Linked DNA regions of Sus scrofa: region 2 is linked to region 1. The links are chromatin contacts, called in public promoter capture Hi-C maps. All regions are on one chromosome and are shown on one strand. Each heading gives the region's core, a stretch centred on a gene start, on an enhancer-like site or on the middle of the called end of the contact. The rest is flanking DNA. Distances are from core to core; before and after follow the strand shown. Region 1 holds the start of CPEB4 (cytoplasmic polyadenylation element-binding protein 4). Region 2 holds the start of DUSP1 (dual specificity phosphatase 1).

The links. Promoter capture Hi-C pulls out the DNA fragments that hold promoters and counts their contacts.
Region 2: a contact with region 1 is called in a promoter capture Hi-C map of fetal liver, with 4 times the contacts expected there. The contact joins the promoter of DUSP1 here to the promoter of CPEB4 in region 1. A contact is called at or near these places in 1 of 5 promoter capture datasets (fetal liver) and 1 of 47 Hi-C or Micro-C datasets (liver).

The regions. Positions count from the first base shown.
Region 1 is chr16:50,497,581-50,503,165 of Sscrofa11.1, forward strand. CPEB4 (cytoplasmic polyadenylation element-binding protein 4) reads right to left here and starts at 1,506. Exons shown (of 8, transcript XM_005657625.3): 1 at 1-1,506. The coding sequence starts at 121. It overlaps LOC110257261, which reads right to left and starts at 3,751. Exons shown (of 2, transcript XM_021076837.1): 1 at 1,662-3,751; 2 at 514-1,506. The coding sequence starts at 1,956. The coding sequence ends at 1,310.
Region 2 is chr16:51,454,750-51,460,558 of Sscrofa11.1, forward strand. DUSP1 (dual specificity phosphatase 1) reads left to right here and starts at 3,513. Exons shown (of 5, transcript NM_001256075.1): 1 at 3,513-3,879; 2 at 4,156-4,301; 3 at 4,643-4,862; 4 at 5,296-5,601; 5 at 5,604-5,665. The coding sequence starts at 3,513. The coding sequence ends at 5,665. LOC102166710 (a long non-coding RNA gene) reads right to left here and starts at 3,133. Exons shown (of 5, transcript XR_001304774.2): 1 at 2,603-3,133; 2 at 949-1,056.

The DNA of each region.
Region 1 (5,585 bases), core at 256-2,755:
GGCTGGGGGTGGCATTTTGGTGATGGTGTGGAGGCTGCAGATGTGGATGGAATCTGACTGGAAAAGCAGATTTATTCCCAGTATTGCTTTGCACTAGCACTCCAAACCCGTAATCCCCCATTTATTATTTTTAGGCTCAGAATCTTATAATAAAAAAGACAATCTGATGTCTCACGTCTTTGTATGTGTATCCTCTATGCCAAATTTAAGTTGCTTGTTTGAAATGCCTTATTTTTAGCTAGCTCAAAGATCGCAGCTTATCACCCTAAATAGTTCAGATTTGGAATTCTGGTTTCTGAAACAAACAACAAACCCTAAAGAAAAATCTTAAAACATTGACATGAATCCAGCTGGGCTTATTTCTAGGAGGGAATAAAAATGAAGAGGGTAAAAAATCAAGTCTTTGGTTAGTAAAATAGGCGCTTTCTTTTTCCAAAGGAAAACGTACATGAATGACAAAAACACAGCTTCTCAAGCATCTATGAATGTAGAAGAATAAGCATTGCGCAGAGTAAAAATATATATATATATAATTTAACAATCACATATGGGCTTCTTCAGCAGTTTAGATTCACTCACATTAAAAATTAGAATAGGGCTAAAGGGAGAATACGTTCTTTTTCTTGGCAGCTTAGTTAAAAAAATCAGGAATAATTTAAGAACATTATATATTATATTTTATATATATAGATTATATTAGGTTATCTAGGGTGGGAGGCGAAATCAGCATTGACTAATGGAAAAATGATTGCAGGGAGGTTTCTGCTGTTCCTGGTCCTGTTTCTGCTCTTTCACGGGGTGCAGTTTTGGCCTCTGGGGCTGTTCCTGAAGCTCTGGGTGCAGGTCTTGCTGCGGGCGCTGTTCCTGGGCTCCCCCTGGCCTCCTCTCCCCCATGAAATGGGCTGGAAACACCCGTTTCTCCCACTCGAGGGTGTCGCGATCAGGAGGGATTAGCGAGACTCGACGAGGACGAGCTGGCGGCCCGGGGGTGCGGCGACCAAGGGGGCGACCTGGAAGGTCCTGCGGTTTCGGCCTCTTCCCCTCTCTGCGGCTCCGGGTTTTTTTTCCCTCATGGGACCCAGGGGCGGTTTGTTCAGTTCTCTCAGTTCGATTCTCCGCAGCGAGGGGGGTGGGGGGGGACAGGGAAAAAAAGGAAAAACCCACCAGCGCAGTTATTCCAAAAGAGAAGGACCTCCCCCCCCTTTGCTCTCTCTTTCCCCCCCCCAGATTTTTTCAAAAACTATAATTTAGAAGGCTTTTGTTTCTCCTCACGGTTGTGTGGGCCGTCGTCGTCGCCGCCGCGGTCGCTTTACCCCGGTCCCGAAGTCCCCGCTGTCGTTGTTGTGGACTCCGCCTGGCTCCTCTTCCTCTCTCCTTCTTCCTCCTCTTCCTCCTCTGCTGCCGCCGCTACTGCCGCCGCCGCCGCCACCGCCTCCCGGTGCCCGGGTCCCGCAGCCGCGGCTGAGTCCTTCTCCTCAGGACCGAGCCGAGCGAAATGACAACCAGCTGGAAAGACCGAGAGACACTTCCGGTTCGAAAAGGGAGGGGTGGGTTAGGGCATACGCCCCCGCCCACCTGACGAAAGGCCAATCAGCTGTTGGAATTCAGATAAGGCCACGCCCCCCGACTCACGTCCCCTCCCAGGAAGGTCGAAAAGTTACCTAGAGAGACGCCCCTTCCGTCTGCGCCTCGCCTAGTGAGGCTGGGCTCCTGGAACCGGGTCCCCCACCCAGAGTGAGCGCAGCAGGTCGCCATCTTTAGTATGGGCAGAGGACTCCTGCGCGGTTTATCTCGTCTAGCCATGCTCTGCTGGAAAGGCATATAAGGACGCGCGGAAGAGAACGGATTCCTCCAGCACCACGAGAAAGAGTTCAGACGTGGGAGATCCGAGTGGCGACCCATAAAACTGCGGACGAACGTGAGGACTGCCCAGAATAAATGTGGTTCCCCAGGCATCACGTACCTTGGTCGGAGCTCCGCCCCAGAGGGATCTGGAAGGGGAGGCGATTCTTCCCAGCGGCTGTGAGGTTCCTAGAACTGCGTACGTCCTTGTCCTGAATATAGACTCTTCCTTCACCTTCCATTCCCCTATCCCCACTCCTCTTGCTTGGTTTAGGCTCCCGTCTGGTGCAGTCTCAGGCACAAAGATACAGCCGCTGTCGGCGTCCTTGGCTGAGCCCTCATCCCCATCTGGCTCTAGTTCACCCTACCGGTTTACCAGAGGGAGATGTACAAAACGAAAATCTTTATTATGGACCTCACCTGCTCAGATCTCTCTTCAGCTGCCCACTACCTCCTTGGAAAAAACCAAACTTTTTAGCCTAGTAGTCAAAGATTTTCCACTCTGTGAGCAGTATATCTTAACACCTCATCTCCAAACGCCCCACACCAAGCTGCTCTAACTCTTCTCAGTGCCTTTTAAACCTTCCATTTCCTTTCTTCTCCACCTGGTAAGCTCCTATTTAGTTTTAGGAATCGGCTCAAAAGCTACCAACTCTGTCTTCTAAATTCCCTCTTATCAACATCCATGGCCCTGTGTATGTCTCATGCTTGTTTATCCCCTATTTTAATGGTTGCTTATGTCTCTTGGGCCTGTGGTCAACTGTGGCCTCTTTGAGGAGGGCACCTTGTAGACAGGAGTCATGAATGAATGAATGCTGAAGAAACTAGCGGAAAAACTAACCACAATGAAATCTTTCCTGAATTGCAGTCCCCTTTCCAAGTCTGAATTATTTCATTGTTTAGGCCATTTGTTTTGGACCTCACATCTCTCAAACTTTCATCATTTAGGTTATTTGCTGCACAAGGATTCCATGTCTTGTTCATATTTGTGCATTCCCATGGCTATGACCACCCTCAGGACCTAGGGTAATAATGCATTGCTCTCAGTGCAGGTTCTAAATATGCTGAATGAGTGTTTTCCTTTAGTAGGAAATGAGGAGTAAAAAATGAAAAGAAGAAATCAGACTAGAGCTACAAATAACTATGGCAAGAGTGGGGGGTGGAGGGAGAGATCAAGACTTTTAAGCAGGATCACATGAACAAAGGTGATTTCCATTTCATTTCCATAGCCTTTCCTCAATGGCTCCAACTTCTGCTGCCTCAGTTTCTCAATCCTCCCATACTTTCATGTAGAACAACTGTTTGAAACCTTAATCAGTGATTTTATTGTCTGTCTTTGTATAATGAACATGAGTCTTGTCTCTGTAATTTTGAGTTCCTTGAATGTTAGGAATTGAGTCCTATCCTGCTGTTTATTCCCCACAGCTGGACTTACCTTGAGACTTGGCTGACTCAGTTAAGTGTCATTTCCTCCAGCATGGTTTCCCTGATTGCTCCTTTTTCTACCATCTTGTAGAGAACCAGTGGTTGCCAGTGAATTACCTTTTTGCAGGCAGAGGTTGTGTCTATTTATCTGTATGTCCCCAGTGGGTGGCCACGAGAGGGTTTAGCATGGAGCAGACTCAGGACATGTTCATTGAATAAATGAATGTCCAGTGCCCAGTAGACGGTTGACAGTCTTTTGGGGCTACCAGTTCTCAGTGGCTAAAATGGCTACTATTCTTGAAGGAAAGAGGGCTAGCTTTAGAATCATATAGGTAATTTGACTCCTAGCTTTGCAACTTCCTAGTGCAATCACCCCTACAAGCAAGATAAAATGCAAAGGATATTCTTCCCTAGCTAGGCGATAGTAAATTACATGAGACATGCAAAGTGCTGGACTCATAGGAGCTTTTCAAAAATGTCAGTTCCCAGGGGCGGAGCAAGATGGCTGAGGAGTAAGAGGTCAGGCTCACCCTCTCCCACAAACACATCAAAAGACCACATCTACATGTAAAAGGACTCACACAGAACATCAACTGAATGCTGGCAGAAGAACTTAAACCTCCAGAAAGGGTAAGAAACTCTTGACATAACTAGGTAGAGCAAAACAAAAATGTCAGTTCCTTATTAACATATTAAGTGCAGAGAACTACTTCACAAGTGTCCTTTGCCTGGAAGTTGCGTGCATGAGTGAATCCAGGAATCTGTATTGGTTCGTAGAGGGAGGAGGCTCACCAGTGCCACAGTCGGGGAGCTGCTAGGCCAGCCTGATCTTTTAAGGCTAAATCAAGTCTGGGCAGGAGGTTTGGCCTGGGCTGAGGCTAAGATGATCTCTGTAGACACCAGGCTCCTGGTTAAGGACTAGGATCATGGGAGAAGGAAGGAGGAAGCAGTTCTCTTGTGTCAGTTGTCCACTCAGAAACCCAGGATACTCAGCTCAGGGCTGCCCTCCGTGAAAACATTCTGCCCTCAGGAGTTCCCCTCCATGGCTCAGAGGAAAATAATCTGACTAGTATCCATGAGGATGCAGGGTCGATCCCTGGCCTTGCTCAGTGGGTTAAGGATCTGGCATTGCTGTGGGCTGTGGTGCAGGTCACAGACGTGGCTCAGACCTGGCGTTGCTGTGGCTGTGCCGAAGGCCTGCAGCTGCAGCTCCGATTGGACCCCTATCCTAGGAACCTCTGTATGATGGGGTGCCCCTCTAAAAAGACAAATAAATAAATAAACAATTAAAAAAACCATTTTGGCCTCTGAAACTGTCCCAGGTAACCATGACAACAGTTCAGTAGCTCTATTTAGGATTTCCAAAGAGATGAACAATTGCAGATGAGTGCTGGCTTGAACACTCTGCTGGCAGAAGAGAGCCCCTCCCATGAAACATACTCACTGGGAAGCTTTAAGTGTGCAGAGAAAGCAAGTTCGCCCAGAATGTATAGTGTTACCAGATTTTTTTTTTTCTTTTTTCTTTCTTTCTTTCTTTTTTCTTTTTTTTTTTTTTTTTTTTTTTTTTTGTCTTTTTGCCATTTCTTGGGCCGCTCCCGCGGCATATGGAGGTTCCCAGGCTAGGGGTCGAATCGGAGCCAAGCTGCCAGCCTACGCCAGAGCCACAGCAATGTGGGATCCCAGCCATGTCTGCGACCCACACCACAGCCGACAGCAACGCCGGATCCTTAACCCACTGAGCAAGGGCAGGGATTGAACCCGCAACCTCATGGTTCCTAGTCGGATTCGTTAACCACTGCTCCACAGGAACTCCTCCTTTATTTTTTTATTTATTTATTTTTTTCTGTTTGCTTTTTAGGACCTCACCTGTGGCATATTGAAGTTCCAAGGCTAGGGGTAGAAGTGGAGCTGCAGCTGCTGGCCTACGGCACAGCCACAACAACACAAGATCCGAATACAAACCATGTCTTCGACCCACACCACAGCTCTTGGCAATGCTGGATCCTTAACCCACTGAGCGAGGCCAGGGATGGAACCCAAATCCTTATGGATCCTAGTTGGGTTCGTTACTGCTGAGCCACGATGGGAACTACCCAGATTTTTTTTTTTTAAATTAAAAAAATTAAAAAAAAAAAAACCCTCCTTCTCTATACACTGAGGGTTGACACACCTTCAGAGAAATTGTAGGTTAGTGAATGTATCCTGCTGGCTACTGTCCTTCCCTCTCTGGGCTTTGAGTTCAACCACACCCCAAACTCAGAGCCTCCCAGGAAGCAGAGCCCTAATATTTCCTTTACCATTTTCTTTAAAGCTTGGTA
Region 2 (5,809 bases), core at 2,263-4,762, 960 kb after region 1:
TAGGTCCAAAGTCAACGTCAACTTCGAGGGCAGGATTCAGATAGGCATTGTAGGGCAATGCCAGCGCTGGCTACACTCTTTCCCCTTCACAGCCCTTAGTCGTACATGGGTTGTTTTGTATTTTTTTGGCCATGCCTATGGCATGTGGATGTTCCAGGGCCAGGGATCGAACCTGCAACAGGGCAGTGGCAACATTAGGATCTTAACCCCCTGAGCCACCAAGGACCTTCTAGAAGTACATGTTCTTATCTCCATCACAGAAGGAGGGACTGGGGACACAAGAGGGCAAGGCCATAGATTAAGGGTGGGGAGCCCAGGTCAGGCCTTCCTACTACCCCATACTGGCTCCAGGTTTGTCCCTCAGCACATCTAAAATCAGGAGGAGCCCAAGTCAGAAAGGCCAGGTTCTCTCTTCTTTTTTTTTTTGTTTTTTTGTTTTTTTGCTCTTTAGGGCCGCTCACGTGGCATATGGAGGTCTCCAGGCTAGGGGTCCAATCGGAGCTACAGGTGCCGGCCTACGCCACAGCCACAGTCACAGCCACATCAGATCCAAGCCGTGTCTGCAACCTACTCCACAGGTCACATCAATGCCGGATCAGATCCTTAACCCACTGAGCGAGGCCAGGGATAGAACACCCAAGCTCATGGTTCCTAATAGGATTGTTTCCACTGCACCACAATGGGAACTTCCAGGTTCTCTCTTCTGAATCAACATCCTTTGATTGATGCTTTTTCATGCCCCTCTGCACACGAGGCCCACAGTTCCAGCCCCTTGCTGCTTCTGTAGTCACCCGGGGCCAGATTTCTCTGGGTCTCTCTCTGGCTCCACGTCCAGCCAGAAAAAGTATTTCTACTCCTTGGACTGGGGGCCTGGGTGGGTACAGCTTTACCACCAGACCCCCTAGCCTGAGCTATAATGTGTTGATTGGTCTCAAGGAGGGAACTTACCCTGAGCTGGACCTCTGTACCAACCACACCTACTGGCATCTTGTGACCTCCCCAGGTTCTGGTGCTAGATCTTGAAACACATAGAAGCTTGATAATAAAAGAACTGCCCTGCTGGGGAGAGGAAAACCAGAGACTTAGTGAATTGTAATGAGAAGGGATGGGTAGGGCCTGGGTTCCTTACACTCCCCTTCTCTAACTTGGGCCGCAAACCATCCACAAAGTAGGCGGCTGAAAAACCCATTGTACAGATGAGGTTAGAGGCTCAGTAGGGGAAGAGATTCATCTAGGATCACCCAGAAGCAACATGACAGCATGGGCTTTCAGTTCTGCTCTTTCCAGAAAGGGACAGAAAGGAGAAACCCGCAGAGCTCAGCAGACACCAGACTCCAGGGCCAGACTGTGCCCCTCATCGCTGTAATATTTGTATTAACAAAAAGGCTGTGTGTGTGTGTGTGTGTGTGTGTGTTTTAATGCGTAGGCGAAGGTATAATGAATGTTCTTGGTAAAAAATTAAAACATTTCAAAAATTAAAAAAAAAAAGCCAAAATTGGGGCAGGTCAAGTTGGTATGCTGGGAAAAGTCAGAGGCTGTAACATTTTATGATTCAATGCATGAAATATGAGTTCCTCAGCTGAATAAGTAGTACAAACAAATATTTTTTTTTTCGTTTTTAAAAAAAGATACAAGGAGGGTGTTGACCTTATCTGAGGACCTTTTTGCTGTCCTCAGCCAATGTTCATTTGAAGGTAGAAAACGCCCTTTAAAAAAAAAAAAAAAAAAGCCCTTACTTTTCTAAAATGTAGACAGAAAGCTTGAGCCTGTGAGAACACAAGCTAAGCGAGACAAATGCAGAAGTTTCCCCCGGTGATACAATCCGCGATCAACGACATAGGGTGGCCGTGAAATCCCCGCCCCCACCTCCCCGGGAGGAGGGGTAGGAAACCACAGAATGTTCCTGACCAGGCAATCCAGCCCGGTGGCGCAATGTTTATGTTTGTGTACCTAGCACATCGGTGCCGCCCGAAGGAGGCTCTGCCGCCTGAGGTGGGGGGTGGGGGTTGTCACTCGGTAGCCCAGGACGAGGGTAACCGCATGCGGGTCTCCCCAAATGCGCGTCCAGGTCCTGGTAATCCTCTTAGAGCACCCAGGATGGGGATTTCGAGTTAAGCCCATATTAGTGGCGAGAACCAGGGCGTGGGGGCTGGGCCCGGCTCCTGTTCCTGACTCCTGTTCCCAGCTGGAGGCTCCCAGCCCAGGGCAGAGTTAGGTGCTCAATCAGTGCACATTTGGGGAATAAAGAGATGGAGTGGCTACAACTGTCTTTAAGTAAACGTGACCCAAAACATGTCTGGCGGCCTCGGGAGGGCGCTGTCGAGCCGCGCTGGGGGGGGGGTCCGCCTCCCTTAACACGGAACCCCGCAGTCCTCGACCTGACTTTACGACCCCCCCGACCAGGATTTCAGCCCTCTGAAATCTTCTAACCTTTCTTAGTTCACAATGGTCTGGGCAAGCACATGACTGAGAAAGACCTTTTTCCTCTTGGGTTTGACTGGAAGGCATTTTACTTGTTAAATGTACATTTTATTTTTAAGTAACAGGAGAGTAGTCTGGGGAGTAGGAAAATATTTCCCTGAACACCTCCACCCCAACTCACCCCGGTTGTTCTTGGCTGGACAAACTCGTTAATTTTCCTCCAACCTTCATTTCAGGCTCCTCTCTGTCCCTCGACCCCCAGCAGCGTGATGCTGGGCAAGTAAATAGCCTCTCCTTGAGAACCTGTTTCCTCGCCTGTTGGGGATGAGGAAATGAGAGAAAGGGGCCCACATCTCTGCAAAAACGCAGGAAACCCCTTTCCGTTCTGCTCTGCGGCGGAGGGGGCGCGGGGAAGGGGCACAGGGCGGGGGGAAGGGAGGCGGAGGCCGGTGGCATGCGGCCTGATCTCCCAGCCGCTCTCAACACCGAGGTCAGCCTTCAGCTGCTCGCGCGCCCTTCCTCTCTCCTCCCTGCCGGTCCCGGAGAGTAGCTCGGGCCAGCTCCCCGGGGACGCGCCAGGCGCAGGCCGGACGGCCCGGCGGGGGATGGGACCCGAGCCAGAGCGCAGCCAGCGGACCCCACTCAGAGGCCGATGACGTCTTCCCCTTTGGCTCGGCCGGCGCCAAGCCCGGCAGGGCGGGTGACGTCACCACACCGGTCACGTGACCGTCATTCAAACAAACAACCCCCTCCCCTTGCGCGCGCGCGCGCGCGCGCGCCTCCGCGCGCCCCTCCCCGCCCCGCCCGCCGAGAGGCCACATATAAGCGCGCTTCCCGCGGGTCTGACTCGCCGTGAAGGACGTTGGGGTTGTAGGTTCTACGCGGGTTGGAGGGGCAGGCAGGGGAGCAGTAAGGAACCCGAGGCGGTCGAGAGACCCGCACGAAGACCCTTCGCTCAGCCCAGAGGCAGTTTGGAGTTTGGCTTAAAGAAAACGAGGGTCAGGCTTTTCCTCGAAAGCCGTCGCCCTCCCCTTGGCTTCCGAGGACAAAGAGCACAAGAAGACTTCACGCTGGGGGCGCTGGGGCCGGCCATGGTCATGGAAGTGGGATCCCTGGACGCCGGAGGCCTGAGGACGCTGCTGCGGGAGCGCGCGGCGCAGTGTCTGCTGTTGGACTGTCGCTCCTTCTTCGCTTTCAACGCCGGCCACATCGCCGGCTCCGTCAACGTGCGCTTCAGTACCATCGTGCGGCGCCGGGCCAAGGGCGCCATGGGCCTGGAGCACATCGTGCCCAACGCGGAGCTGCGCGGCCGCCTGCTGGCCGGCGCCTACCACGCCGTGGTGCTGCTGGACGAGCGCAGCGCTGCCTTGGAGTGCGCCAAACGCGACGGCACCCTGGCTCTGGCCGCCGGAGCGCTCTGCCGCGAGGCGCGCGGCGCGCAAATCTTCTTGCTCAAAGGTACGCCCTCGGGGACGCTCAGGGGCGGGCCGCACGCCCCCTGTCGCCTAGCCCGGGGACCCCCGGCTCTCAGCATCTAGGGGACTGCCCCACCTGGAGCGCCTGGGCGCTCGATCCGCATTCTGGGGACTTGTTGGCTTTGTTTGGTCTGTGAACAAAGACTCGCCTGGGCCTCTCCGGGGTAAACTTCCAGTCCCGTTGGATAGCGGAGTTGTTTGAAGGGTGCCCTGTGTCGGCGGTACTAATGGGAAAAAAAATGTCTCTTTGTATTCCCAGGAGGATATGAAGCTTTTTCTGTTTCCTGCCCGGAGCTCTGCAGCAAACAGTCGACCCCCATGGGGCTCAGCCTTCCCCTGAGTACTAGCGTCCCTGACAGCACCGAATCAGGGTGCAGTTCTTGCAGCACTCCACTCTACGATCAGGTTAGTAGGGGGCCTTACCAGAGGGGAGAAGGAACAGCTGGTAAATGTAGGAGAATATAGAAAGTGACATGCAGCTTTATTTATAACGGGGGACACGGGGATATTTATCCCGTGGTTAAGTGGTATGATGGAGCTGAGTCTCTAATTGTTGGCACTACAGAAGTGAACTTTGTTGGCCCTGCCCAAGCAACTGGGCTTAGTCCCCTATTTTCTATACCAGCAAGATGCTGCGAAGGTCACCCAGTATTGAAACTGACTTGTTCAGGGAGTTTTTGTGGGTGTGGGCATGAGCATTGCCATTGAACAAGGCTTGACAAGTGTTGGATGTTTCTGGATTTCAGGGTGGCCCAGTGGAGATCCTACCCTTTCTCTACCTGGGGAGTGCCTACCATGCTTCTCGCAAGGACATGCTGGATGCCTTGGGTATCACTGCCTTGATCAACGTCTCGGCCAACTGTCCCAACCATTTTGAGGGTCACTACCAGTACAAGAGCATCCCCGTTGAGGACAACCACAAGGCGGACATCAGCTCCTGGTTCAATGAGGCAATCGATTTCATCGGTAAATAAGTGGAACAAGATGCCTGGGACCTGTGCCTCCCTGTTTTAGTTTGAGCCACCGAGCCTAAACTCTACAGCAAGAACTTGAGGGACATTCTTTTAAGCTGTAGACATTACTCTCAGTCAGGTGTGGGTGGCATCCCTATGAAGCATAGATTTGATGTCCCACTTTACAGGTTAGCAAACCGAATCTCAGAATGTTGACTTAATTTGTCCCACATGGGTCTGCTCACATGCCCTGGTCTGGGTTTACATGCCCTGTTCCTCTTGCGCAGTGCCCCCATCCGCCTCCAGGAACAGGGCCCATGTGATGGCATGAGGTGATAGTGACCACCTCTGGACAGGACACACACAGCATCTCTTAGACACCCTCTCCCTGGGGTTGGGGTTGTTCTCCTGGGCTCTCAAGTAACCCGCTGCCCTTTGTTTTCCAGATTCCATCAAGAATGCCGGCGGAAGGGTGTTTGTCCACTGCCAGGCGGGCATTTCCCGATCGGCCACCATCTGCCTCGCTTACCTCATGAGGACTAACCGAGTCAAGCTGGACGAGGCCTTTGAGTTTGTGAAGCAGAGGAGGAGCATCATCTCCCCCAACTTCAGCTTCATGGGCCAGCTGCTGCAGTTTGAGTCCCAGGTCCTGGCCCCGCACTGCTCGGCGGAGGCTGGGAGCCCGGCCATGGCCGTGCTGGACCGAGGCGCCTCCACCACCACCGTCTTCAACTTCCCCGTCTCCATCCCCGTCACCCCACGAACAGTGCGTTGAGCTACCTTCAGAGCCCCATCACGACCTCTCCCAGCTGCTGAAAGGCCACGGGAGGTGATCTTCACAACCCACCGGGACTCCAGGCTCCTTCTTGCAAGGAGACATGCAATAACTCCAAGGAAGGGGGCTCGCGAGGGCTGGTCCTTCCTTATTTAATTTCATCCGAATTCCACTGGGTTCCTGGG